Linked DNA regions of Mus musculus: region 2 is linked to region 1. Evidence: chromatin contacts called from public HiChIP or PLAC-seq data. All regions are on one chromosome and are shown on one strand. The core of a region is the stretch at or near the end of the contact, and the rest is flanking DNA. Distances in the headings are between cores, read along the strand shown. Region 1 overlaps Gm35041 (a long non-coding RNA gene). Region 2 overlaps Fut8 (fucosyltransferase 8).

The links. HiChIP or PLAC-seq counts read pairs in DNA pulled down with a chosen protein or histone mark.
Region 2: a contact with region 1 is called in a RAD21 HiChIP or PLAC-seq map of pro-B cells, with 4 times the contacts expected there. The contact joins two enhancer-like sites. A contact is called at or near these places in 2 of 15 datasets of contacts at CTCF or cohesin (the NIH/3T3 cell line and pro-B cells), 2 of 484 Hi-C or Micro-C datasets (the CH12 cell line and embryonic stem cells) and 3 of 115 datasets of contacts at active chromatin or transcription factors (astrocytes, embryonic stem cells and large pre-B cells).

What each region holds. Positions count from the first base shown.
Region 1 is chr12:77,007,874-77,014,726 of GRCm38.p6, forward strand. The region is part of intron 1 of Gm35041 (a long non-coding RNA gene); the gene reads left to right. Among named protein-coding and RNA genes, the nearest start is that of Gm35041, 39 kb to the left of the region's middle. Within about 2 kb of position 1,493, at least 60 of the 459 cell types and tissues checked have an H3K27ac peak or open chromatin away from gene starts, as enhancers often do. A contact at or near this core is called in pro-B cells, where this site is marked.
Region 2 is chr12:77,341,144-77,348,023 of GRCm38.p6, forward strand. The region is part of intron 4 of Fut8 (fucosyltransferase 8); the gene reads left to right. Among named protein-coding and RNA genes, the nearest start is that of Gm25926, 74 kb to the right of the region's middle. Within about 2 kb of position 5,613, at least 3 of the 459 cell types and tissues checked have an H3K27ac peak or open chromatin away from gene starts, as enhancers often do. A contact at or near this core is called in pro-B cells, where this site is marked.

The DNA of each region.
Region 1 (6,853 bases), core at 243-2,742:
ACGGATCAGTCTCCACAGCAGGGTTCTTTCTCCTTCTGAGTCCATAGAGTGAAACTGAGTGTGTAGGACCTGCTAACACCAGGCTCTGAAGGTGTCAGGTGGGGCAGGGACAGGGGCAGGGGCAGGGACAGAGTCGGGGGTGATGGTAGTGGAGATGATGTGAGGCCCAGGGCGCTCCCCCCACTTGTCCCAACTGGTCCAGCTGCTTTGTACAACCTGGAAGATACGCTCCAAAACCACATCAGTGTCACACAAAGGTCATGATATGAAAAGGTTCCAGAGAAAGGTTTGCCATGTGTGACATTGAATTTCACAGCCCTCCTTGCTCTGCAAGCTGGTTGCTGTAATTCCCAGTGTTGTGAACTGCAGTGAAGCAGAGAGAGGTTCGGCTGTTTACAAATGATCCTGATTGAATGGAACACATCTTGATTCCTTCCCAAGGGTCCAGGAATAATACCAAGAAAAGACTTAGGGATGGCCAAGGCAGAGCCCTCTTCCCTGGAGTGATCCTCTACTCAACCCTGGCTTTTAGAATGCTGGCTTGTGCTTGCAGCAAGGCCTTGGGAAGGAAAGAAAACCGAGTCATTTCCAGTACCGCAAAGATATTTGTCTCAATCCACCAACACCAGCCACATATGAATTGTATAAATCAAGTAGGCATGGGGCTTTAGGCTAGGCTGTGAAAACATTTAAGCATTTAAGAGCTGGTCAGCTCCAAACTGATTCAATCAGAGTGAAAATAAAGACACAGAGTGTGAGCCGTTCTAAAAGAGGCCACAGGCTAACCCTGTGGGGAGCAGTGGACCCACGGCCGGCTCCTAGGTTGCATATGGATTATTGGGAATCTGAATCTTTAATCACTGTGTGACTTATTTGATCACATACCTCTCAAAAACAAAAAAAAAAAACAACAAAAACAACAACAACAAAAACAACCAACCAACCAACCAACTAAAACCCTCAAAACAACTCTGCTTCAGAGACACTGTAAAATAGTATCTTTTATGAATTAAGGGGGACTCAGGCCCTAGATGACTGATTCTTAAATTTAGGCTTTACTCACTTCATGATAACCCGATTAGCACTCAGACAAGAGTAGGGACCAGCAAGAAACTCTCTGTACATTCCTAACGAGGATGGGGATGCAAGAGTTCCTCCATCTGGGCTCATTCACTCGACCCTAGTAATGTGAGAGCAATTCATTTCTGCCTCCCGGGTTCTCTTATGGAAACATATCATTGCTCTTACATGGGAAACGAACCCACTTTCATGGGGCTTAATTTCATTATTTTTTTCTCCCCCTGCCAGTCTGAGGAAGCAGGCACATCAGCTCTTTCAGAACCAATTTTTAGCAGAAATGTTCTCATTAAGATCTCAAAACTCCGAGTCACAAGGGCTCGGGGGAGAGAGTTTCATCTTAGGAGCGGAATCCAGCGCCAGGAGGAAGCAGGTGCGAGCAGGAGGCCAGGGCAGAGGAAGCTCTGTGGGAGGTGGAAGAGTGGCTGGCCAAATCTGTCTCTTTGTTGCAGTTGGTGGCTTGGATCACATGGTGTCACTGTTGTGAGTGTCCTATTTGAATCTTGGCAGTTGTGAACCCATCAAAACCGGGGCAAAATTGCTGGTTACACGACGGTTTTAAGCTCCTTCTGGATGGCCACACCCATATTCACAACTTGCTGTTCTGTGGCATCAAGGTGTTCTGTGCGTCCTGATTACAGAGAAACCCTATAATCTGTCCGTTCTCATCATATTTACGATGATGGTTAAAAAGTAGCTTTGGGTTCGATTGCCTCTCCTCCCACCGACAGCCAAGGGCTCTTTATCAGTATTTGAGTTCCGAGAGACAGTGAGACCGGCTTTGACAAGCGCAGTGTATTGGAAATAACACTTCTAAGGCAGAGCTGTAAACCACCAGCAGCTTCTATTTCTGGATGCTATTGCCAAGTCTTAGTGTTCCCTACTGTGAGGAATGCCAGTCGAACCACAAGCAAGGAGAGGGGCCATATGGATAAATGCCGAAGGACGTGGTGCCCAAGTGAAATATTATATAAGACCTTTCTATATAGCCTCCAGGTGAATGACCCTGAGCAGAGGCGTGTGGAACAGAAAAGCCACCCAAGACAGTCCTGTTAAATTGCTGCTCCACAGAAGCATAAGCAAAAGAGATGGTTGATTTAACCCAGTAAGTTTTAGGGTGGTTTGCTGTCTAGTGAAAGAAAACTGAATCTGACACAGTGAAACCTAAGGGACTTATATCACACACCAACATGACCCCGACAGAGAAAGCACTATATCCCGTGGATAGCTAAAACTCTTTGTCGCTGGGAGCAGAGCTCAGACACACTCCTGGTTCTAGTATGGTCTACAGGATGTCAGGAGCTCCTTTCTTTTTTATTATTTTCTGTACATTGTTCCATCTATTTTTTTTTTTTTAGACAGACTCTCTCCTTGTAGCTTTGGCTGTCCTGGATCTCTCTCTCTCTCTGTAGACCAGGCTGGCCTTGAACTCACAGAGATCCACTTGCCTCTGCCTCCCGAGTGCTGGGATTAAAGCTGTGGCCTGGCATTGTTCCATCTTTTCTTAAAAAAAGAATGTACTTTATTTGCTTGAGTGTGTGTGTGTGTATATGTGTGTGTGTGTATGTGTGTGTGTGTATGGGTGTGTGTGTGTATGGGTGTGTGTGTATGGGTGTGTGTGTATGGGTGTGTGTGTATGGGTGTGTGTGTGTATGGGTGTGTGTATGGGTGTGTGTGTATGGGTGTGTGTGTATGGGTGTGTGTGTGTATGGGTGTGTGTGTATGGGTGTGTGTGTGTATGGGTGTGTGTATGGGTGTGTGTATGGGTGTGTGTGTATGGGTGTGTGTTTGTGCATGCCCCTGAGCCCATCGTGCATACGTAGAGGTCAGAAGACACTGTTTTTGAGGGCCAGTTTTCTTTCCCCCAGACCCTCTTGGTGTTTCTGCTGCCGCGGTTCTTACTCCAGGAGCGCTGGTTTAGATGCTTCCAACCAACTCTCTCCTTTCTGCCTACTGTCTCTCTACAGGAACGCTGGGATTTCTGATGTGTGCTACCGCCTCTGGCTCCTCATCTCCCACCAGGAATCTGATTCTGGTCATCAGGTTTGCATGGCGAGCCTTTTACCCATTGAGCCATATTTCTGGCCCTTCACTATATTTTTAAAACATTCCACAGAATTTGTAAGACATCTAATTTACCTAACAATAGGAGATTGGGCAAATAATTTATGGTAAATTCACTTCACTTCACAAACAAAAAACCACCCTCCCAAAACTCATAATAAAATAAAACCCTTGCAAGAGGTTAAGAGCAGTGGTTGCTATTACAGAAGACCCAGGTCCATCTCTGGCACTCACACGGAGGCTCATAACCATCAGTAACTCCAGTTCCAGGAGGAATCTCGTGCCCTCTTCTGGATTCCAAGGGAACTGCATTCATGTGGTATACATATCCACGAAAGCAAAATACCTATAGATAAAAAGTAATAAAATAAACATAAAGATGTCTATTGGTAGCAAGAGATATTCCCTATATATTATGTAATACTATGAGCCTATTTAAAAACCTTACCTGCCTTTTTTAAGGGCATGTGAGGACTTGCAACGTGGGAGAGTAAAATAGGGAAGCTTTGCATTTTCTTATTTGAGTTTCCTGAGATAAGCAGGATAGCTTTTCCAGCATGATAAGACAGTACAGAAGTGTTACCGCGGATTCAGCACTGACAGGGTGGAGGAAGTCTGTTGTAGTTCCCAGGAGAAGTGGAATCAGGCTGAATTGACTGGACTTAAATGAAAACACCTGTGGTCTCTTCATCCCCCCCCCCCCCTTCTTTTAGACAAGGTCTCATTATTTAGCCCTGGCTAGCCCAGAACTCACTGTGTAGACCAGGCTGTCCTGGACCTCATAAAAATCTGCCTGTGTCAGCCTCCTGAGTGCCGGGATTAAAAGCATGTGCCATCATGTTCAGCCTTCTGGGCACAGAACTCAACCCCTTCAGGTAGGCTACCTGTAATGTGTAACATAATAGGAGGTGATGTCTGGTTTCTTGTAGACTCTTGAGTACAGCAGCAATCAGAACTCTGGTGACCGAGAGGACGCCTTGGGAGACTTTCCTATAGTTATAGCCATTAAGCACACTTTTACTTTAATAAGCCAGGAAATGGGGCTCTGCTCTTGATTACTTAGTTATTTTCCTCGGCAAAAGCAGGGCTCCCAGGGCTGGAAAAATGGCTCAGCAGTTAGGAGCACTTGTTGCTCTTGCAGAGGACAAACCAAACTAAACCAAACCAAACCAACAACAAAGCAAAGCAAACCAAACAGAACACCAGGGCGCTAGTGAGACGGCTCAGTGGGTAAAGGTGCTTGCCTCTATCCTGACGATATGAATTTCGTCTCCGGTACCTTCAGAGTGGAAAGAGAGGACTGACTTTTAAAAGTTGCTCTCTATCCACCATGCATGAACCCCTAACAAACAAACAAATGAATGAATATCAGTGCTGTAGAAAGATGTCCATAGGTACCGAGTGATGTTCCTCATATATACTATGAAATGATGGGATCCTACTTAAAAACTGTATGTATAGAGTAAATAAATTTCCAGGAAAGGCAGTGAGATGACCCGCTTTTCTCTTCTGTTGAAAGTCTTGTTTCAAGCCATGTGTGGTGGCACGTATCTTTAGTGTCAGCACTTGGGAGGCAAAGGCAACAGATCTCTCTGAGTTCAAGGCCAGCCTGGTCTACATAGAGAGTAACAGGATAGCCTGGGCTACATAGTAACCACATCCCTCACTCAAGGAAAACCTTCATTTCCTTAGGGGAACCTCCCCATTCTGTTCTTGTGGTTGGAGACCTCAGACAGTGACCATGGGGCTGACTAACATAGTCCATTCTTCTGGCCTCAGAGGAAAGCGCCACAGATAGGCATATGGGTGAAACCAAGTCAGGAAATTCATTCCTAGGCCTTTTCTGGAGTTTCTGAGCCAGGGTGCACTGGGTATTTGAGTCACAAAGCCAGTAGGTTGTGAGCTGAGAGCTAATGGAGGCATCTTAGAGCAAGCATGTTAGAGAGTAAAGCTAACAGGTGACACTGTGAAGGTGCTTAGAGCAAGCCTGTGGAGAGTGATGTCAACCTGTGCCATCAACACACGTCAGCAGCTGGGGAAGGCGAGCATCTTAGGGTCCTCTTTTGGGGACATGCGTCAGCTGCAGCAGTGTTTACTCTTGGGTCTCTCAGCTGCATGAACTAATAAACTGCCCCCCCCCACTCCTCTCTTTCCATTCTCTCTCAGGGTGGTCTGAGTGGGTTTTCTTTCATAGAAAAAGCTGGAGAAGGTGAAGTTTGTGTAAAGCCTGGAAGGTTGATCAGTCTCCTTCTTTATACGTAGTTTATGCCTCCCACCCCCATCCCCCCTCCCCCTCCCCTCTCCCCTCTCCCACCCCCTCCCCCTCCCCCCTCCCCACCCCATCCCCCCATCCCCACCCCCATCCTCAGTGCTGAGATCACACCTGCACTCATACTTATCTCTGTGACGTCCAGTTTAGCTTTATTGATTTAAAAACTTTTTTTTTTTTTAAATAAACAGGACATGATGGGACATGTCTTTAATCCCAGCACTTGAGAGGCAGGAGCAGGCTGACTCTGAGTTCAAGTCCAGCCTGCTCTACAGAGCGAGTTCCAGGAGATCTGGAGCTACACAGAGAAACCTTGTCTCAAAAAATTACATCTTGATTAATTAGTTGGTTTATGAATTAATTTGTAGTGTGCATGAGAAGAGGACACACTGCATGCCTTGCCCAGAAGTGGAGGTCGGAAGAGAATTTGTGGGAGTCAGTTCTTTCCTTCTATCATGTGGAGCCCAGGGCTAGAACTCAAGCTGTCAGGCTTGGTGTAGGCTCACACTGCGCCCCTTCACCAAGCCCCACTCTGCAGACTGTGAAGTGAACTCACCCGTTATAACTTCTGAGCATCACTGCAGGCTTATGAAGCAGCCAGAGATGAAGCTGGAACAAACGGGCAGAGGCGCAGGGCTGCAAAGATAACTCGGGGGCTCCTTCTTTATGAGGACGTCCCTTGGTTAGATGTGCAGGGAGGAGGGCAGGATGGGAGTTTGAAGAACACTTTGCCTCAGGGACAGTGACTACAGTTGCCCCTCAGAATTAGTTCTGGGCCAAATGTGGATATCAAAATCCTTGGGTGCGTAAGTCCCTTATATAAAATTGTCCAACAATTACACATATAAATAAATAAGCACATTAACAAATTGTATCTGCATTGAGTATGTAGATTTTTTTGGTCATTATTCCCTAAACAATATAGAATAGCAGTGTGATATATACTATTTACCCTGCGTTAGGCATAAGGAATCTAGAGATGATTTAAACTACATAGAATTCTGTACACACAGAGATGCACATAGATTCTGTACACACAGAGACCAGAAGAGACATCGGATCCCTCTCAGCTGGAGTCACAGGTATTTGCTGGATGCCCACCTTGTTCCATGGGAGATGAGGTGAGAACTCTGGTCCTCACTATTGTGTAGCAAATGTTTTTAACTGCTGAGTCATCTTTCCAGGTCTTAGATACTGTTTGTGGTAGCTTGAATAGGTTTGGCCACCATAGACTCGTGGGTTTGAATGATTGGCTCACAGGGAGTGGCACTATTAGGAGAGAAAGTGTTGTTGGAGGAAGAGCATCACCGTCAGGGGTGAACTTTGAGATTTCCTATGCTCAGGTTCTGCTCAGTAGAGAAGAGACCTTCCTCTGGCTACCTGCAGAAGACAGTCTCCTGGATGTCATCAGATTAAGATGTAGAACTCTTATCTCCTCCAGCA
Region 2 (6,880 bases), core at 4,363-6,862, 340 kb after region 1:
GCTTAGAATTTATGATAACAGAAGTTAGGGAGAGACTTGGGTTATTTGTTTGTTTGTTTGTTTTTGTTTTCATTTTCTTCAAAATGAAATTGTTGCTTCCCAACAATAATTGGGATCCTTTAGGGATCCTGAATATTAATAGAAGCACAGATTTGAAGGGAAGCATCTGTTACTTAAGCTTTTGAAAGTCTTGTATGTTTTCCCTTCAGTGTTGACGCCAGCATAGACTGTCTTGTCTGCTTCTCATGGCCCCCACCCCAGACATGTGACTAGGAATCATTGGTATGCCATTTAAACCCTGTCCTACTCAGTACTTGTAAGTGATTTCAGTGGGTATCCAGTCACAAGTCACAAAACTGTGATGTCTGGTGTTTATCACATAAAGTTTCCTTCCCCTTTGGGGTGTGGTAAAAAAGAAGAAAGTCTAAGAAGTTATGTTCTATAAATTCAGTGTTAACAGTTTTCAAACATTCAAAAGTGAATTAAAGTAGAAAAACCTAGTCTTAGGCTTGACTACATTTTATCCCTTTTATGTTTACTGTTTTCTTCCTATAGTTTAGTTTTGGAATATTCCCCTAGCTTCAAGCATATCTTATCTTTTAGTAATTTTTATGATGCTTGTTTTCAGGGCAATAGATTATTTCAGATTTTTTTTTCATTTTTTAAAGTTTTATTTTTGGACATTATTTTTTAAGCAAAAGTACAGAATTTGGCAATATTTTAAATATCATTCTATGTATGTCATACTTATAAAATACTGTTGTTATTCCTTTTGCTACTAGAATGTCTTATTTTTCCTAAGAGAAAAGACTCCTCTGCCTGAGAACATTTCTGTGGGTTTATTTCAGTCCAGATTTCTAAGCATCATTACACTCTGTTGAGAATTCTGCAGTTATCATAGTAAACCTTTGTCTTTGGCTGCATATATGTTTTTCTTTTTGTCTTAGATATTAATCAATTGAGTGTGATGTACCTATTACACCTTGATTTTCTTTTACCCAGTTTGTAGTTTGCTGGACTCCTTAAATATGGGAGTTGATGTCTTTGAAGATCAATTTCAGGAGTTCAAATATGGTTCCTGACTTAGTCTTTCTCATTTCTCCTTCTAGAACTAAAAATGCATGAATTATTAAACCTCCTTTTACAGTGTTACAAGCTTTTATTGCATCTTTGCTAATCTAGTGACTCTGTTATTTTATTTTGTGTATTTTCTACTCAGCTATCTTCCAGCTTATCTCTTGTTAGAAAATGTGATATATTTGATATTTTGATTCTACAATATCAAGTTTATTTCTTTGAACTTTTCAAATTTCTTTGGATATTCTCTTTTTTAAAAGTTTGTTTTTAGGGCTGGAGAGATGGCTTAGTGGGTAAGAGGATTGTCTATTCTTCCAGAGACTCTAGGTATAATTCTCAGAACCTATATGGTAGCTCACAGCCTTTTAAAACTCCAGTTGCAGGGAATCCCATGCTCTCTCCTGGCCTCTCTGGACATGGGGTGCATATGTAGGGATACATGCACAAAATAATAATTAATAAAAACTGTCAATGATTTCTAAATTTCTTTTAATATTTATCCTAGTGTAACCATGATTTTCTGCTCATTTCAATTTCTAGATCACCTTTTGATTTACTTCTGCTGAGTTTTCATTTGATTAGTGAATACCTTTTCATTTTGCACATCTGTATTAGTTATATGCCAAGCATTGCATGTAAAAGTACTGTAAAAAATACAGACTCTTTCCTTGTTAGAAATGTGTCATTACTGGGCTTTTTTGCCTTTGCCTTCTAAAAGTAATGATTTTTATGTGGGTTTTAAAAAAATTCTTTAATTTTTATTTTAATTGTTTTGAATAATTTCGTACATGTATGCCATATATGCTGACCCTAGACCCCATCCCCATACCTCACCTTTCCGTGTGTCTCTACCCTCACACATTGCCACCCACTCTCATGTTCCTGCCCTCTCTATAAAAGTAACCAGGACCATCTCTGTGACCATGGGGTTAAAGCTGCCTGTTGGAACATGGTGGTTACACAATTAAAGATAGTCCCTCTTCCGGACTCTATCAATAAGCAGTAGTTCAGGGATACAGGGCAGAGGCCTCTGCACACTTTTCTTTTCCTTAACTCATTGTTGATACGGCCATTGTTTCTGGGCCTAGTTCAGGTAACTGCAGTTATTGTAAGTTGTGATTACATTGATAATGTTGAGTCTAGAGAATGTATCTTGCAGTCCTTCAGAACTTTTCTTGATTTAGCTTTTACATGCTTCCTGGCCCTTCTTCTGCACTGTTACCTGAGCCTCAGAGGGGGGGGATACAAGTGACATGTTTAGGGCTGAGCATACAACTTTTGCTTATTCTCTTCACCTTGAGCAGAATCTTTTCATTTACCGGGACAAAGGAGAAGCTTCTCTGATTAAGGCGGGGAGCTGCTTTTGTCTGTGGGTGTATGCATAATTATTTAGAAGGCAGTTTGCTGCCTACTGGAACACACGTCCCAGATTTCCATCAGAAATAACTCTCCACAGGTCAATGGTCTCTTCAAACCTGGGTTGTTAGCCAGATTATCGTTCATTCTTTGTCACCTCCTCTCATAGGACTTAAATCTAGTTAGAGGGCAGTTGGTTATCACCTATATAGTCAAGCTCCTATCACATGTATGGGCATGTCTTACTTTCCATATGGTCATTTTATATGACCATTATACTTCCTTTATCCTGATTAATCCTCCCTGTTCTGATACCCTGTCGTGCTGCCCACTCCCGTCTGTCTAAGCCTTTCTACCCCTGAACTCTTCCCCTTACATTCTGCTTGCCTGTGTCTTACTCCTCCTCCAGTCCCTTCCTTGTTTTCTGGCTTTATGAAAATTATGTTTTATTTTTGTGCACATATATGTGTGTGCATGTGGGCATGGCTCTGCCAGTGCTTTTATGTGAATGTCAGAGGACAGTTTGTGGGAATTGGTTCTCTCTCCTCACCATGAGCTCAGGCCATTGGACTTGGTAACAAATGCTCATATTCTAGGAAGCATGTCTGTAGAAATTTTGAGTGTTGATTATTAGTCTCTTGTCACGAGTAGATTTGACATGAGGTCTAACATAGATATGAATAGACTCACTTTTTGAGAAGGAGCAAGCTTAAATTAATTTGGATGTAAAATACAATAATTTTACAAAAGCCTATAAATATTTTATAATGCTAAGTCTACCAATACATAGACGTAGTAAAATGATTATAATTCTTTTCAGAGTAGAGCCACAGCTGCTGTTAATTTTGTGAAGATGTTCTCATTTTGTTATATTTCATCTCCTGGGTGCTGAGTTACAGTAGGAAATGATGTAAGAACTGGTGTTAGGTTTTCTTTTTATTCCTGCATCTTTATTTTCTTAACATTTGCTATAGTAGAAATGGCAAGACAGAACAAAAAAATGTCTCAACACTCCTCCAGCACCTGCTGTTCTTTGTAAGGATCTAGCAGGCCAGATCATATGTGATAATGAACTTACTTTCTGTATCAGACTCCTTGACCCCTTATTTATCAATAAACAAATTTAACAGAGGAGAACTAACATTGCAAAAATGGTAAAGGAATAATTATTAAAACGTACTGAGCCTTAACTTGTGTGTACCTGACAGCAGTGTCTGATACATAAGGCAAAGAGAAGTAGATAAGACTGTTAATAATAACTAAAAACTGCATTGCCCCTCTTAGAGTAATAGGTCAGGCAAACAAAATTAGTTAAACAAATATATCCACATTTGACATGGGCAGACTACCAGTGAACCTGACCTAGTTAACATGTAAGAGTATTCTATCTCACCATAACAAATATAACAAATAACAAATGTACTTTGCCATGAGTACACTCTTACTCTGATGTGTAGCCTCTGTCATTTGGATTAGAAATTTTTTTTAATATTTTTTATTACATATTTTCCTCAATTATATTTCCAATGCTATCTCAAAAGTCCCCCATGCCCTCCCCCCCACTTCCCTACCCACTCATTCCCATTTTTTTGGCCCTGGCATTCCCCTGTACTGGGGCATATACAGTTTGCATGTCCAATGGGCCTCTCTTTCCAGTGATGGCCGACTAGGCCATCTTTTGATACATATGCAGCTAGAGTCAAGAGCTCCTGGGTACTGTTTAGTTCATAATGTTGTTCCACCTATAGGGTTGCAGATCCCTTTAGCTCCTTGGGTACTTTCTCTAGCTCCTCCATTGGGAGCCCTGTGATCCATCCAATAGCTGACTGTGAGCATCCACTTCTGTGTTTGCTAGGCCCCGGCATAGTCTCACAAGAGACAGCTACATCTGGGTCCTTTCGATAAAATCTTGCTAGTGTATGTAATGGTGTCAGCGTTTGGAAGCTGATTATGGGGTGGATCCTTGGATATGGCAGTCTCTAGATGGTCCATCCTTTCGTCTCAGCTCCAAACTTTGTCTCTGTAACTCCTTCCATGGGTGTTTTGTTCCCAATTCTAAGGAGGAGCATAGTGTCCACACTTAAGTCTTCATTCTTCTTGAGTTTCATGTGTTTAGCACATTGTATCTTATATCTTGGGTATCCTAGGTTTTGGGCTAATATCCACTTATCAGTGAGTACATATTGTGTGAGTTCCTTTGTGAATGTGTTACCTCACTCAGAATGATGCCCTCCAGGTCCATCCATTTGGCTAGGAATTTCATAAATTCATTCTTTTAAATAACTGAGTAGTACTCCATTGTGTAAATGTACCACATTTTCTGTATCCATTCCTCTGTTGAGGGGCATCTGGGTTCTTTCCAGCTTCTGGCTATTATAAATAAGGCTGCTAGAAAATATTTTAAAGGCTCCTTTAGATGGTCTTGCTATAATGAGTAGGGAAGTCTATATATGGAGTTGTACATTGTGTAGTGTGGGCTCCAGAAAATTTCACTTATTTATAGAATCAGCTGGAATTCTTTTGTGCAGAGAAAATTTCTTTCCCTCTTCATTTCCACACTCTGTTCACTTCTTACCCCAACAAAGATGATTCAAATAGAAGTCAGCTAGATGGATGACTGTGTCCAAGGCTGCAATCTTATGAGGGGGTAAGAAGTTGCTTATTTAAAAATTATTTTTGCTTGTCTGTTGTCTGATGTGTGCTCTTATTCTTTCATTTTTCCATGTGAATGTGACTGTTCAAGAGCAGCTTGATAAAACTTTAAATTTCAAGGAGTATTTTGAACTTGCCTTTAGTTTTATTTATTTTATATTCTGTTTTTTCATATAATCTTTACCTATCTATCATCTATCTATCTAACTATCTATCTCTAGTTTTTAAATATGGGTTTTTAATTTAATAAAGATGAGTGCAGAAAGCCTAGGTTATGAATAGCCTTTGTTTATGAAGTGACAGATGGATTGTTGATGTTGACTTGGAAGCATGTATTTTGTTGAATGCTTGATAATTTCATTCAAAATACAGATAAAAATGCAAGTGGAATTCCCAACAATAAATTAAGCTTTCATGGGAGTAAATAATTTTGGTTTCGTTCTCCCTAGGGATCCTTGTAGTAACTGTCTTGCTAAAGATAGATTCCCCCACCCCCACCCCCTTTAATCTTGCTTGGGTTTAAAAGTTGGCAAACTGGCCAGTGGAACAAATCCAGTTCCTCTATCCATTTTTGTTTTTGATGACTTCCAGGCTAAGAATGCTTTTTTGTTTTTTGGTTGTTTGAGTGGGGAGTGTGTGTGTGTGTGTTGGAGGAACAGGGGGACAAATTCAGAGGATAATATTAGGTTTTGTAGCAATGAACCTTAAGCTCTTTTTTATCTGGACATTTATAGAAAAAATTGTTATCTCAAAACTTGTGTGAATCAGATGTTCTCATTATTAGCTCTTGTCTCTTTCAGTGTTTGAATTATTATGCATATTACATGTGGGTAAAGACAGGCTCTGAAATGAAAATCTAGTTGCCGATACTATTCTCTGGTCCTTGCTGACTTTGCTTTCTAAGTCTTAATGGACTTACTCCATATCTCAGATTTCTTTTGCTTTTTAATTTGTTCAAATATTTGTGTTTTCTCTCCCAGTTTCCTTTAGATAGCTTTGTGTTTGGAGCTGAATGGTACCTAGGGAAAGGAGATATGGTAGGCTGACAAAGAAACCATCCGATATACAGCTTTAGAGATAGTGGATCTAGGTAGATGCATTTTATATCTGAATTATGTATATGCATATAGAAACAGATATATGGACAGAAGCACACAGGCTTTTTTTCCCCTCATAACTTGGCTCTTTGAACTCAACTCTATGACTTTAACCTTTTTTAAGTTGATGCTTTTACATATGTGAAAATTTTATTTGTTCACCCTTAGCTGTATTTAGAATACAGTGATTGCAGTTATTGTCACTACCCAGAAAGGCCCCTAGTGAAAAGACACCAGTTTTGGAGAAAGATTTCACATGCAGCATCTCAATGTTCAGACTTCTTTCCTTAAACAAATGCCACTTAAAGTGTGTTTGTGTTAAATTAAAAAATGTGTGAAGATTTAGCTTAGGGGCTTAATTAAACATGTTTTAAATTTAATGTATGTGAGTGTTTCCCCTGCGTGTATGGTTTGTATACTTGGTTGCTTGGTACCCTCAAAGGTCAGATGAATGCTTTTGATCTTTTGGAATTGGAGTTTCAGATATTTGTGAGCTACCATATAGGTACTGGAAACTGCACTTGGGTCCTGTGCAAGAGCAACAAGTATTCTTAACTGTTAAGCCCTCCAGCGCCCACATGGTTTTCTTTCATCTTCTTTCTTTTCTGAGATGGGTCTCACCATGTAGCTCTGGCTGGCTAGGTACTCCTGATGTAGGCCCAGAGATTAAATTCCAGGCAGTTGGGCCATTGCTTTTG